2 separate regions of the Zea mays genome follow, and region 2 is linked to region 1. The links are chromatin contacts, called in public Hi-C maps. All regions are on one chromosome and are shown on one strand. Each heading gives the region's core, a stretch centred on a gene start, on an enhancer-like site or on the middle of the called end of the contact. The rest is flanking DNA. Distances are from core to core; before and after follow the strand shown.

What was found. A called contact is a pair of places that touch in the nucleus more often than the background predicts.
Region 2: a contact with region 1 is called in a Hi-C map of ear, with 1.9 times the contacts expected there. The contact joins the enhancer-like site here to the promoter of LOC100280696 in region 1. A contact is called at or near these places in 3 of 25 Hi-C or Micro-C datasets (ear, leaf and tassel).

What each region holds. Positions count from the first base shown.
Region 1 is chr2:9,935,365-9,941,225 of Zm-B73-REFERENCE-NAM-5.0, reverse strand. LOC100280696 reads left to right here and starts at 2,367. Exons shown (of 11, transcript NM_001153615.2): 1 at 2,367-2,553; 2 at 2,797-2,925; 3 at 3,503-3,627; 4 at 4,037-4,150; 5 at 4,236-4,343; 6 at 4,437-4,528; 7 at 5,070-5,211; 8 at 5,292-5,395; 9 at 5,472-5,601; 10 at 5,719-5,861. The coding sequence starts at 2,862.
Region 2 is chr2:10,046,192-10,052,052 of Zm-B73-REFERENCE-NAM-5.0, reverse strand. No RefSeq gene overlaps it. Among protein-coding and RNA genes, the nearest start is that of LOC100278091, 14 kb to the right of the region's middle. Within about 2 kb of position 2,127, at least 20 of the 20 cell types and tissues checked have an H3K27ac peak or open chromatin away from gene starts, as enhancers often do. A contact at or near this core is called in ear, leaf and tassel, where this site is marked.

The DNA.
Region 1 (5,861 bases), core at 1,118-3,617:
TTGCTCAAATAACCACAAGTACTTCCTTACAACATCTGAAGTACCCTGAGATAAATATAAAAGAAAATCAATACTTGTCGTAAGCTAGTGAAGTGCGCTAGCAAAATCCCTGTAGATTAGAATGCATTTGCAAGGCATGATGGTACACTTCAATATCATGTTCAATAACCAAATGGAATGGCCTTTGTTCAATATCCACGAGAAACATTATGGATTGCTTTTTCTGACCTCTACTTTGAGATATATAGCATAATATTCACAAAACAACGTGAAATTATAATTTTTCAATCGCTGTCCCCTAAAACTATTTGCCCATCATTATGTTTGTGGAATGACATCTAATAAAATAAAGCATAATAATATAATTCAAAGATCAAAGGTCAGTGCGCATATCAAAACCCGAGATCAATTTGCCGGGGAACAGAGCAGAAGAGATCTCTGGAGATTGATGGAAGCAGCGACTCCAAACATCCTAAATCTTACATGGAGTAGTATGGGAAAAATAATCTGATGACTGCTAAGTCCTCCGCGTCTAGTGTAAGTTTAGGAGTGTAAAAAATTCACACCACAAATCACAAAAAGAATAGGAAGACGAGGGTTCGATCGAAAATGGGTGCTCACGTGGATATCGTGGGAGAGGGGGTGCGATGCGAGGACCGGTCACGATGGCCTTCCTCTTGCTGGCCTTTGACACCATGGCGTCGATCGGGTTCGGGGGCGCTAGAGTTCTTGGTGATGCGGTCGTGGCAACGGGCGGAGGCGAGGCTGATGTGCGGGACCAGGAGGCGGTGGCGGCAAAGGAGGGGAGAGGACGATCTCGACAGTTGTTTAGCGGCGTAGGGAGGCGGGTGTTCCGCGGCATGGCTGGCGGTGTGGGGGCGGATATGCGGCAGTCGCGGCGGCCGTAGGGTTCCCGGGCGTGCGGGTGGTAGGCGGGCGGCTCGGTAGCGGCGGGATTCGCGGCGGCGGGCGTGCGGGCGGTTCGGTAGCGACGAGATTCGCGACGGCGGGCGTGCGGGATTCGCGGAGCGTGCGCTGCGGCGGGCGTGCGGTAGCGGCGGGCGTTTGGTAGTGGCGGGGGCAGAATCCGGCGGTCGGGCAAGCGGGGATGGCGGACGGTTTGCAGCGGCGCGGAGAGGTAGGGCTGGTTGGCGAGCGGGGGCGGTCTACATTTAGCCCTTAATAGTTAGTAGAGATGGGCCAACGTCAGCACATCTACGGAGGATTCCCCACCACAAGCAAACGAGAAACAATAATAAAAACACGATAAATGAAGACAGTACATGCATTGCAGCCTAACACAACACGATACTCCGATTAGGCATGGTTAGGTTAGGTACTGTCTCAATCTTGCGCCACAGTAGCGCTGACCATTCCCCCCGCTCTGAACCGAACAGATTTTAATTAAAACAGAAATAGGTTCGCAAATAATATAGAATCTTACTGCTGCAGCTGAAATCCATACCATAGACAAAAACACTATAGAAATAATAGAAGCTGGTATATATTAAAACTAAGCAAACCGTCCAGAAACTGACATCTATTTTATTTTTTAGAAAAGAAAAATAAATACTGACACCTGAGCTGCCGATTACTGCTGTTTCGTGGGAGCAGTATCGTTCTGCTCTGCATCACTGCACAGTCAGCAGCACAGACGGTGACGGGGGAGCGGCCGGCGAGGGCACACAAGACGAACCTCGTCGACGGCGGCAGAGGAAGCCGCCGCCTTCGGTCCATCATCAGTTCATCACGTGACGCGAGCAACGCGGAGGAATTGGAGGACCTGGGCGGCGGTAGAGCCACGAGGCCACGCCAGTTGTTGACTCGCTCAAATCCTGCCAGCTTTCTCGATGCCAAGCTACCGTCAGGTGCCGGTTCACTGCTTCTCATCAGTCATCACCAGACCAGACCAAACCAAACCAAACCAGCGGTGCCGGAAAACACAACAGAGTTCAATCTCCAAAATAAATACTCCCTCCGTTTCTTTTTATTAGTCGCTGGATAGTGCAAAATTGCACTAACCAGCGACTAATAAAAAGAAACGGAGGGAGTATTATTTTCTTCCAAGGACCCACTGCTACAAGGAAATTGCCATGCCAGAGGATTATTCTTAACAAATAAAAATTTGAGGAAAACGGGGTACGTACATGCCAGCCAACTGCACGCGAAAAAGTATTCATTGGACACAAGAGGGTGAAAAAAAACACACAGAGAGAGAAAGAAATGCCGAAAAAGATTCTGGCGCAGTAGAACAACGAACCCCACATGTGCGTGATGACCCGAGACCCGACCATGTGATTGTCTGGTAGAAATAGAAATATAAACGCGCCCCACCCGGAGACCTGCACCTGCACCTGCCTGCCTCCGTCTCCTCCTCCTTCAGTTGTTGCCACCGCCCTTCCCTCCCTTCCTCTCCGCGTCGCTCGCCGTCCCATCTTTGGCCTGGACACCTGGCCTGCCCCCCCTTCGCGGACGCGCCGGGTCGCCGGCCGAATCCGCCCTCCCGCCGCTGCCAACGTCGATCTGCGCCCGCCCGCCCGCCCGCCAAGTGAGGTGAGTTCCGCCGCCGTGATCCAGTTTTTGAGTTCTCCCCACCGCGTTCTGCGTGCTCGCCGTTGTTCGCCGGCGCTGATGCCTGGTTCCTTCTGGTGCCTTTTCTCCGTGTTAGCGGAGATCCTTCTGTTCTGTTCTGTTCTGTGCCCGTGTGTATGATCTGTACAGAAGATGGCACCTGGGCTCGCAAAGGTTTGATCTTGAGACGAATTTTAACCATGCGTGGGGTTGCGTCATGTGCAGATTCAAAGGTAGGACGACGGGGGGGTCGAGTTCTTGTCGGTTTCATTCCTGGCCGCCGACTTCACATGTCAACAACCCCAAGGAGCAGAAGCCAGGGTAGTAGGACCACTAGGCCGTGGATCTTGTCAGGTACATCAATTCTTTGCCCTGCTTTACGCTCCTCTCTGTTTCCCCCCCTTTTTTTTGCCTCTGCAACAACTCCACTAATCTGTCTTTAAACAGCGAAGGTGTGATTTCGATCACTCAATTACAGACCAAAATGCCGTCATTTCAAGTTTCCTGTGCCGTGCACGCAAAAAAAAAAAAAAACACATTTTTTAATAAAAAACTGACCTATCTGATCATGTAAATTTACTTTGTATACGGTGTGCTGGATGTTCAAATTTATTTAGTACAAAACCAATACACTCATGTAAGGGTGGTAATGGATCATGGCCCTAATACTTGCTTCACAAACCAACAAGGCCCTTAATTTTGTTAGTTCAAAATTGTATTGTTTTATGATCCGGCCCTAACTTGACTTGATCCTTAGATTTGCTAGGCTAAATTAAATGGCCCGTTACCACCCCTACACTCATGAGACTTCATACAGGAGTCCCCAACTGATTAGGAATTAACTGAGCTTTCGGGCACCCAGACCACACCTGGGCCCAGCCATCATAGTTTGCTTGCACAACTTTTAAATTATGCCCTTTTTTTTTCACAGGGATGGACTTTGCTGGTTCCAGACGGAAGCCTAATCTCACGGGGAAGATTGCCGTGGCTGCTGCCCTCACGGTCATGTGCATAATCGTGTTGAAACAGTCCCCTAGTTTCAGCGGTACCAGCGTGGTACGTGCTTGAATCTCTCCACAACAACTACCCATGTCACTGCCGCTTGCTGTTGAGTTGGCACGACCTGTCATTATTCCTTCTTCCAGACGACTTAAGTACTCTGCTTAGTTTCCATGGAACATCAACGCGACGCTTTAATGTTTGCTGTTGTGACTTACTGCTATGTTTATGCTGTTGTGCCAGGTTCATTTCTGATACATTTACGCTATTATGCCAGGGTTATTTTACTGATACATATATGCATCGTTCGTTCTTGATAGTCACAAACTCACAATTCCGGCACGGTTGTACAGTTCCAGCAATTTCCTGGAAGCTGTTCAAATCATTTGCCTGCAGTTCTTTATTACTAGTTTCTTTAATTCTTTTCGGCTGGAGGCATTTGTTGAAGCACTCACATTTCCTGCAGTTCTCTCGCCATGAAACTGGGGTGACCCATGTGTTAGTAACAGGGGGTGCTGGGTATATTGGCTCACATGCTACTCTTCGTCTCCTTAGTGACAAGTACCGAGTTACCATTGTGGTAATTTCTTATACTTCTCTCCCATTCTGTTACTCACAAACGGAGTTTGATAGTAACAGCAACTTCCATTATTTGATACTTACAGGATAACCTATCCAGAGGGAACATTGGAGCTGTTAGAGTTCTTCAACGGTTATTTCCAGAACCCGGAAGGCTTCAATTTATTTATGCTGATTTAGGCGATGCCAAAGCTGTATCCTTCCTCTGAAGTTTAATAACCTAGTGTCCCCCTTCCCCTTACATTTCTGTGTTGATGAGATTTGTTTTGCACTTAACCGATAATCAGGTGAACAAAATATTTTCGGAGAACGCATTTGATGCTGTTATGCACTTTGCTGCTGTTGCTTATGTTGGTGAGAGCACAATGGAGCCACTCAGGTAAATGCTTGTTCTAGGCATGTACTCCCTCCGTTCAAAAATAGTGTTCCTTTTAGCACTTGTTTTTTATGTCTATATTCAAATACATGATGATGAATCTAGACACATATATAAAACACATACATCAAATTTATATGAATCTCATAATTGTCTAAAACGAATTCTAATTTAGGACAGAGGGAGTATATGCTGGTTTTCCTTTATTGCTCAAAATTTTCGAAGCTTGGACCTACACGATTCTGTTGAAATCTCTTTGATGTGTATGTAGCAAAGCACCACATGTTCCTTAATTATTGGAACGGAATTGCTACACAAACCATATAATTTGTAGTCTGTTAAATAAATTTATAGTGAAAGTCCACACAAAAATTTTAATTCAATGTTTCTATAGTTTAAATGGATGTAGTGCAAGTTTTTTTTTTTTGCTCCAACTGTTTTTTGTGCTGCTTCCTTGGTATTAGTTCACCATGCAAAAGTCATCTGCTGCAAATGTTGTTCTTCCTAGCCAACTGTATATACTCTGCTAACACTGCTATGACAGGTACTACCACAACATAACGTCAAACACATTGACAGTTCTTGAGGCAATGGCAGCACATAATGTAAATACTCTGATTTACTCGAGTACGTGTGCAACCTATGGTGAACCTGATACAATGCCGATTGTAGAAACAACTCCTCAGGTTAGCCTCTCAATACATGGGATTTTGCCTTAATTTTATAGATGCTGTCATGATTCTAACTGTTTTCTAAACCACTGCAGAATCCTATCAATCCATATGGTAAGGCAAAGAAGATGGCGGAGGACATCATCTTAGATTTTACAAAATCAAAGAAGCAATCAAATATGGCTGTCATGATCTTAAGGTTGGTTTTTGGCAGCCTATATTAGATTGCAATCCATGGAATAGTTCTAACTCTTTTCCTGCTCTGTATAAATTAGATACTTCAACGTGATTGGATCAGACCCAGAGGGACGGCTAGGAGAAGCTCCAAGGCCAGAGCTACGCGAGCATGGACGGATATCCGGTGCTTGCTTTGATGCAGCTTTGGGAATCATTCCAGGGCTAAAGGTATTCTAGATTCTCATTTCAGTGCCATCAATTACTCTTTTACTTTTGTATAAGTAGCTGCATCCATTCATTTTATATGAATAACAATCGTATATATGTGATTCTCTGCTCTTTCAGGTTCGTGGAACCGATTACTCCACTGCAGATGGAACTTGCGTTAGAGACTACATCGATGTCACAGATCTTGTAGATGCTCACGTAAAAGCTCTTGGTAAAGCTCAGCCAGGCAAAGTTGGAATCTACAATGTCGGAACAGGCCA
Region 2 (5,861 bases), core at 878-3,377, 110 kb before region 1:
AAACAAATTATTGTGATCTATGTTAGATTTAATTAAAATATAGTTATATGGTGCAAGCCCTTTTCACTGATTTATTATCTATGCTATACGTAAATTAGTATACACATGTGTATATATATATCCTACAATATCTTTTCACCTTCTAATATTTTAATGATTGCTTGGTCTCTTTTCTATGCCCTAATCCTAGCTCCGCCGCGTCATTATGGAGGTGATAAATGGGTCGTAGTCGACTAGGAATGACGAGCCACCAGGTCTTGAAGAAGATGGAAGTCACCGGCAGACATATCTCGTTTCTTTGAGGTAGTAAGGTTCACACGGATTTGTTGCCGTGGTAAAACGAACCATGGATAAAAATTCACAAGCCGAGCGAGTTAAATAGAACGCGTGGGCCAATGATTGCGATGAGTGGACGGCCGCCGGGCTCGGGCTCGGTCTCGGTCGCGCCACGAGCGTTGACTGACAAAGGACGATGCCAGTGCCACGGCCGGGGTTCTGGCTGTCCACGCCTAACCTGTCCGGTCACACACCTATAGGTAGTACAAGTGTTTGGGGTTTGGCTTGCCCAACTGGGGTCAACCCCAAAATGTTTTACGTGCCGACTAGCTAGCTAGCGAGTGGTACGTACTAGCTACTACAACACCTGCTGACATGTCCCATCCAAATGCTTCGGATACAGACAGATTTTCAGTCACGAGAAATCCTGTTTAAAGAATGTGAGAGCCAGAGCCTGATCTGAACGGGGTCGATTCCACCACCTGGGTGGCATGGAAACAAGATACATGGCCAAGACCGAGGCCGCTCTTAACGCTGACTCCAACATCAAATAAGTCTATTATAAATATCTAAATGACTGTAGCATTTTCAATTAATATTTTAGATGTGACGTGGAAGAGTATGCATATATAGATGACCATGCATTTTCGTAAACATGTATTTCAGTACCCCGATTAGACATGGTAACATCTTTCGGCTGACTGCGTAAATGAAACATGTGTTTGGAGGATTCTATATATCGTTGCCTATCCTTGTTTGGATCAGTCACGATCACCTAATAAGCGAACTAGCTGGTTTAGTGTGTACAGTACCTGAACTGGTGGTGCATGGCTCCATCAGGAATAGATCTTATATTCCCAAATAAGGCTCGAGTGTTTGACTTCACGGGCTCCCTCTGATTTGACACGTCCCCTCGGGACTCTTCGAGCCTGATCCGAACGCGTCATTTTCAGGGGGCAAGTTCGTCCCAGTCACAAAATTCCAATCGAAAACAGATCGTTTTATCTATACCGCCTTCCGCTTGGATGGAGAGAGAGAGAGAGAGAGAGAGAGAGAGAGAGAGAGAGAGAGAGAGAGAGAGAGAGAGAGAGAGGAGGAAACCCGATTCACACGACACTCGTCTTGCCACGCCCAGTGTTCTTATCTACCGACGAAAAAAAAAAGGCACCGGGTATCGCTCACAAGTCGTTATCTCGACGAAAAAAGCAGAAGCTACGGGTACCTAGGAAACCTAAAACAGCCTACAATTTTATAACAGATGGTGATGCTAATTATAAGCCCATGAAAAAAATTAAAGATTACTCCTGTTCTCTTTAGCCTTATTACAAACAGTCTTCGGTTGCCGTTGACGCCAAAATAGCTGCGGAGCTAACAGAGAAGGGCAGGACGTCTATCCTCAGTGGAAACGCCTGTATGACGCCTATACACATGAGCTGAACTAGCAGATGCATGCTGCTACTAGGAGGTGACCCCGCAATGAATAGAGAAAGTGCCCAGGTTAAGAAAGAAAAAAAATTACGGTAGGGAATGTTTGGAGGCGTTTAGTAAAATATTTTATTCTGTTAACTAAGTTGGTGTAATAAGGAGAATGATATATAGAGGCTAAATTTTAGAGGATGCTGCGGGAGACGGTAAAGTTATAGAGAAACAAATCTTTTAGAGTATACTGTAAAATACATAAAATATTTTTTTAAGTATGAAATTTAGTGAACAGACGGTGTTAGCACCATATATGCAAAACCAGAAGACCACAGCATGATCAGAAGTGGAGGCAGAGACCACATGGGCCATACCCACGCCAATGTTTACTCTCTGTTTTTTTTTTGGGAGCGAGAGGTGGTGCTGTAGACTATTGTGGGATTGCCTTCGGCCCAGCCCAAGTATTGTCCATCCCCATACTTGACGAGGCCCATCAGTAAGTGGATGGCAGTCCAACAAGCACACGCAACGCGTGATTGCTGTGCGCTTGCCCTTTCTTCACGTGCCGCTTCTCGGTACTGTCCCTCCAACTCGAAGAAAAGAATACCTGCAGGCTGCAGCTGCAGCTGCATTGCTGCATGATGTGAAATGTTGCCGGCCCCTGCTGATGCCTCGAGGCATCCGCCCCGGCCGCACGGCAGGGCAAACGACCGATTCCGGCGCGGTGCATGTGCATGGGCTCCACGCCCGCCGGCGTGGATTTCAGGCTATACTATCTGCTGATCGTCCTGCTTGTCCCATCCAATCCACCCCAAACCTGTTTGTTTTGTTTTGTTGTTATTCACGTGCTCCGTACAGCGGCCACTCGCTGTGCCTGTGTGGAGGATTGAGGAGACGGCCGGCAGACCGAAGCCACGAGTGGCGGGCGTTGGCACCTAAACCCGACAGCGACGTGCATGGTTCGCGCGCCCGACGGACGGTCACCGGCGCCCATTTATTGCCATGGCTCGCGTTGAGAGCTTCTTCTTTCTGCATGCGCCCTCTGCTCTCGTCATTAACTCCCGTCGCCGTCCCCCGCACATCACCCTCATCAATGAGGTCGGGAAGGAGAAGCAGGAAGCTGGAAGCAGGCTCGATCGATCGCGTCGTCGTCGCGCGACTCGGACGGAGAGCGCGCGCTTAAATGCTCGCGTCGTATCGGGGGAGTAGGCGGGCGCGCGCCGACGACTATACTACGCGATCGAGCCCGCTGCAGCGCGCGCGAGAGCGACCGGTTTTGCTGCTCCGCGCGACCGTCGGTTCTTTCTTCTTCTCCTTCTCCTTCTCTTTCTCCTCCCTATCCCAGTTCCAGACGAAACACCAGCCCGTCAGGGCGGTCTCTCGCTCACTCTCGTTGCCTGCTGCCGCTGTCCAGGCTTCTTTGAGACGACGTCGTCAGAGGTGGTCGCTAGCTCTGCCTCTCTGATCTCCGCGTGCGGGCGTACGTGTGCGTGCATGGAGAACGGAGATACTAGATAGATAGACAGCTCACTGGCGGACCCACACGCGACGCAAGCGTACAAGAAGACGTACGTAGTACGAGCCGAGGCCGAGCCATGCATCACACGCACACAGGCCACGGCGTGGACTGGACCGCCGGCGGACGAGACGACCCATCCAATGCAAGCAAGACGACGATATCATGCTGATATGGGAGATGTAGATCGTGTAGGTGCGCGCGCGCAATAATAATTCGGGCCGCGATCCGGCGGACTCCGCTGCAAATAAATGCCGTTGCCGGTGCAGCTAGCCATAGCTGCTAGCTCCAGCCATCCCTGGCACCCCTCCACGTACGTACGGGGGCAATCAACAAGGGGAAAAAATCCTTTTCAGCTGGGATGCAAAAAATCTCTTTTACACCGGCTCACATCTATACATGATAGTCTATAGAAATATAAAAATAAATTATTAAAAGGTTAAGTTGCAAATTTTGATTATTTTTTTGTGGGCTTTCAAGTGGTGGATGCGAGAGGCTGTAAAAGAAGATGTTTGAAACGGGATGTACAATTTTTTTCTCCAAACAACATACACTTCCACACGAAAAAATGTTAGAAAGTTAGGCATTTTTAGTTTTAATTTAATCCAGATAATCGGTGCGATATATGTGATGACATGTATGTGCATGTGTGTATAACTACTCGCATAAGCAGTAAACAGCAATGAAACATGCATAAATACGAAGAACAGAGTGTACCCAGCGGAGGGACCGATGCTCAAGGCACCAGTGGCTCCATTCACACGAGACATCTCGTGTGTTTGTTCGATGTAGCCGTACGAAGTCGGTGCAGGAAGATGTACGCAGTGCAGTCCCTCGAACGGTCGCCGGGAAGAAGAACAGCAGCACGCGTCAACTTGGGAAGGCGACGAACAGCAAGCTGTGGACGATCACGCGAGCAGTCGCGAAGACGCTCCCCAAAAATCTGATCGCCCGCACACCCGTGCAAGTGTATCTCTGCGGTCGGTGATTTCGGAGGCCTGCTCTCCCACTCTCTCTGTGCTCGCAGAAGATGGGACGGGAATGTGTTGTTTGCAATTCGCGTGAGATAATTCGCGTGACTGGAAGAGCCCTCCCTCTCCATTCTTATAGGCGGTCAGAAGAAGGGAGAAGAACAACGGATAGAAACGGTCGCGCATTAGAGCTGGAAACTGACGACAGTAACTGACGTCCGTTACTAGCCATAAGATAGGAAACAGACGGTTATCATGACGGTCATCACTCGACAGTAACTGACGTCCGTTACTAGCCATAAGATAGGAAACGGACGGTTATCATGACGGTCATCACTCCAGGCAAAATGCGCAACCGTTTGAAAGGAATATTCGGACCAAGGTCCGATCTACCACGAGCCACGGCCCGGCCCGGCCCGGCCCGGCCCGGCCGGCGGCGGCGGCGGCGCGCGCGCGCGCGTGTGGCAGTCCTTCATCCTTTTCTCAACTTCTCAATAGATGCACCAATGGTCCACCTATTTAAGTTGATTGATTTGTCCTTTGAACTTCCAATATGGTACTAAATAATTAGTACACCATAGCATTAAAGTGGGCCATTAGCATTGACTATTATTGAGTATTAATTTGGGCCAAGCCCACATTAATCCAACAATCCCCACCAAATGCTAAGTCACACAAAAAGCTCTCATCATCTCAAACGTTTGATATACTGGTGTTTCGATGGAGACTGTTAAGTTGAACATCCACCTAGAACTTAGACTACACTTGACCACAACTGCACAATGGACTAGGCCTTGAATTGGCAGTTTTGCGTGGAATGAGTTTCATCTAAACTCTTTACCAGTACTAGATTGCTGAACGCATCCCCTCTGGTTGGAGCATATAAGTCAAACTCCATAGCCTTTCATGGGTATCTAGAAACCACCCAGATCTCATAAACTGTGACTAGCAGTTAACCCATATAGGTATGTTCCTCTAAAGATGTTCTGTAGGACAACATCTTTGCTTCACAAAGCCACTTGGAACATATTAAGGTGTAAACACCAACCTACCTTACAGTAAGGAAAGATATGCATCTGAAATGAGCCTTATTAAGGGTCTTTCCTCTCAGTCTACCACTAGCTTGTTTCACCATTCTAATTCACGGGATCTCCGATCACATAGAACAGGTTACCACTATGATAAACTTTAGGTGGGTCTCATGCCCATCTCACTTGATGCACTATCTATCACACTACGTGATAGCCCCTTAGTAAATTGATCTGCCAGATTTTTAGACGTATGGACATAATCCAACGCTATTACTCTGGAGTTTCTCAATTTCCTGACAGATTTCAAACGCCTCTTTATGTGCCTTGTCGACTTCATATTATCCGTAGAACTGTTTATCTTAATTATCACAGTCTGATTATCACAGTTCATGGAAATAGCCGGCACAGGTTTTTCAACCACCGGTAAATCCATAAGGAGTTCACGAAGCCACTCAGCCTCAACTGAAGCGGTATCTAATGCTGTGAGTTCTGCTTCCATAGTCGACCTCGTTAAGATGGTCTGCTTGCAAGACTTCCATGAAATAGCACCACCTCCAAGTGAAAACACATATCCACTTGTGGCATATATCTCATCAGCATCAGATATCCAGTTTGCATCACAATAACCCTCCAGCACTGTTGGGTACC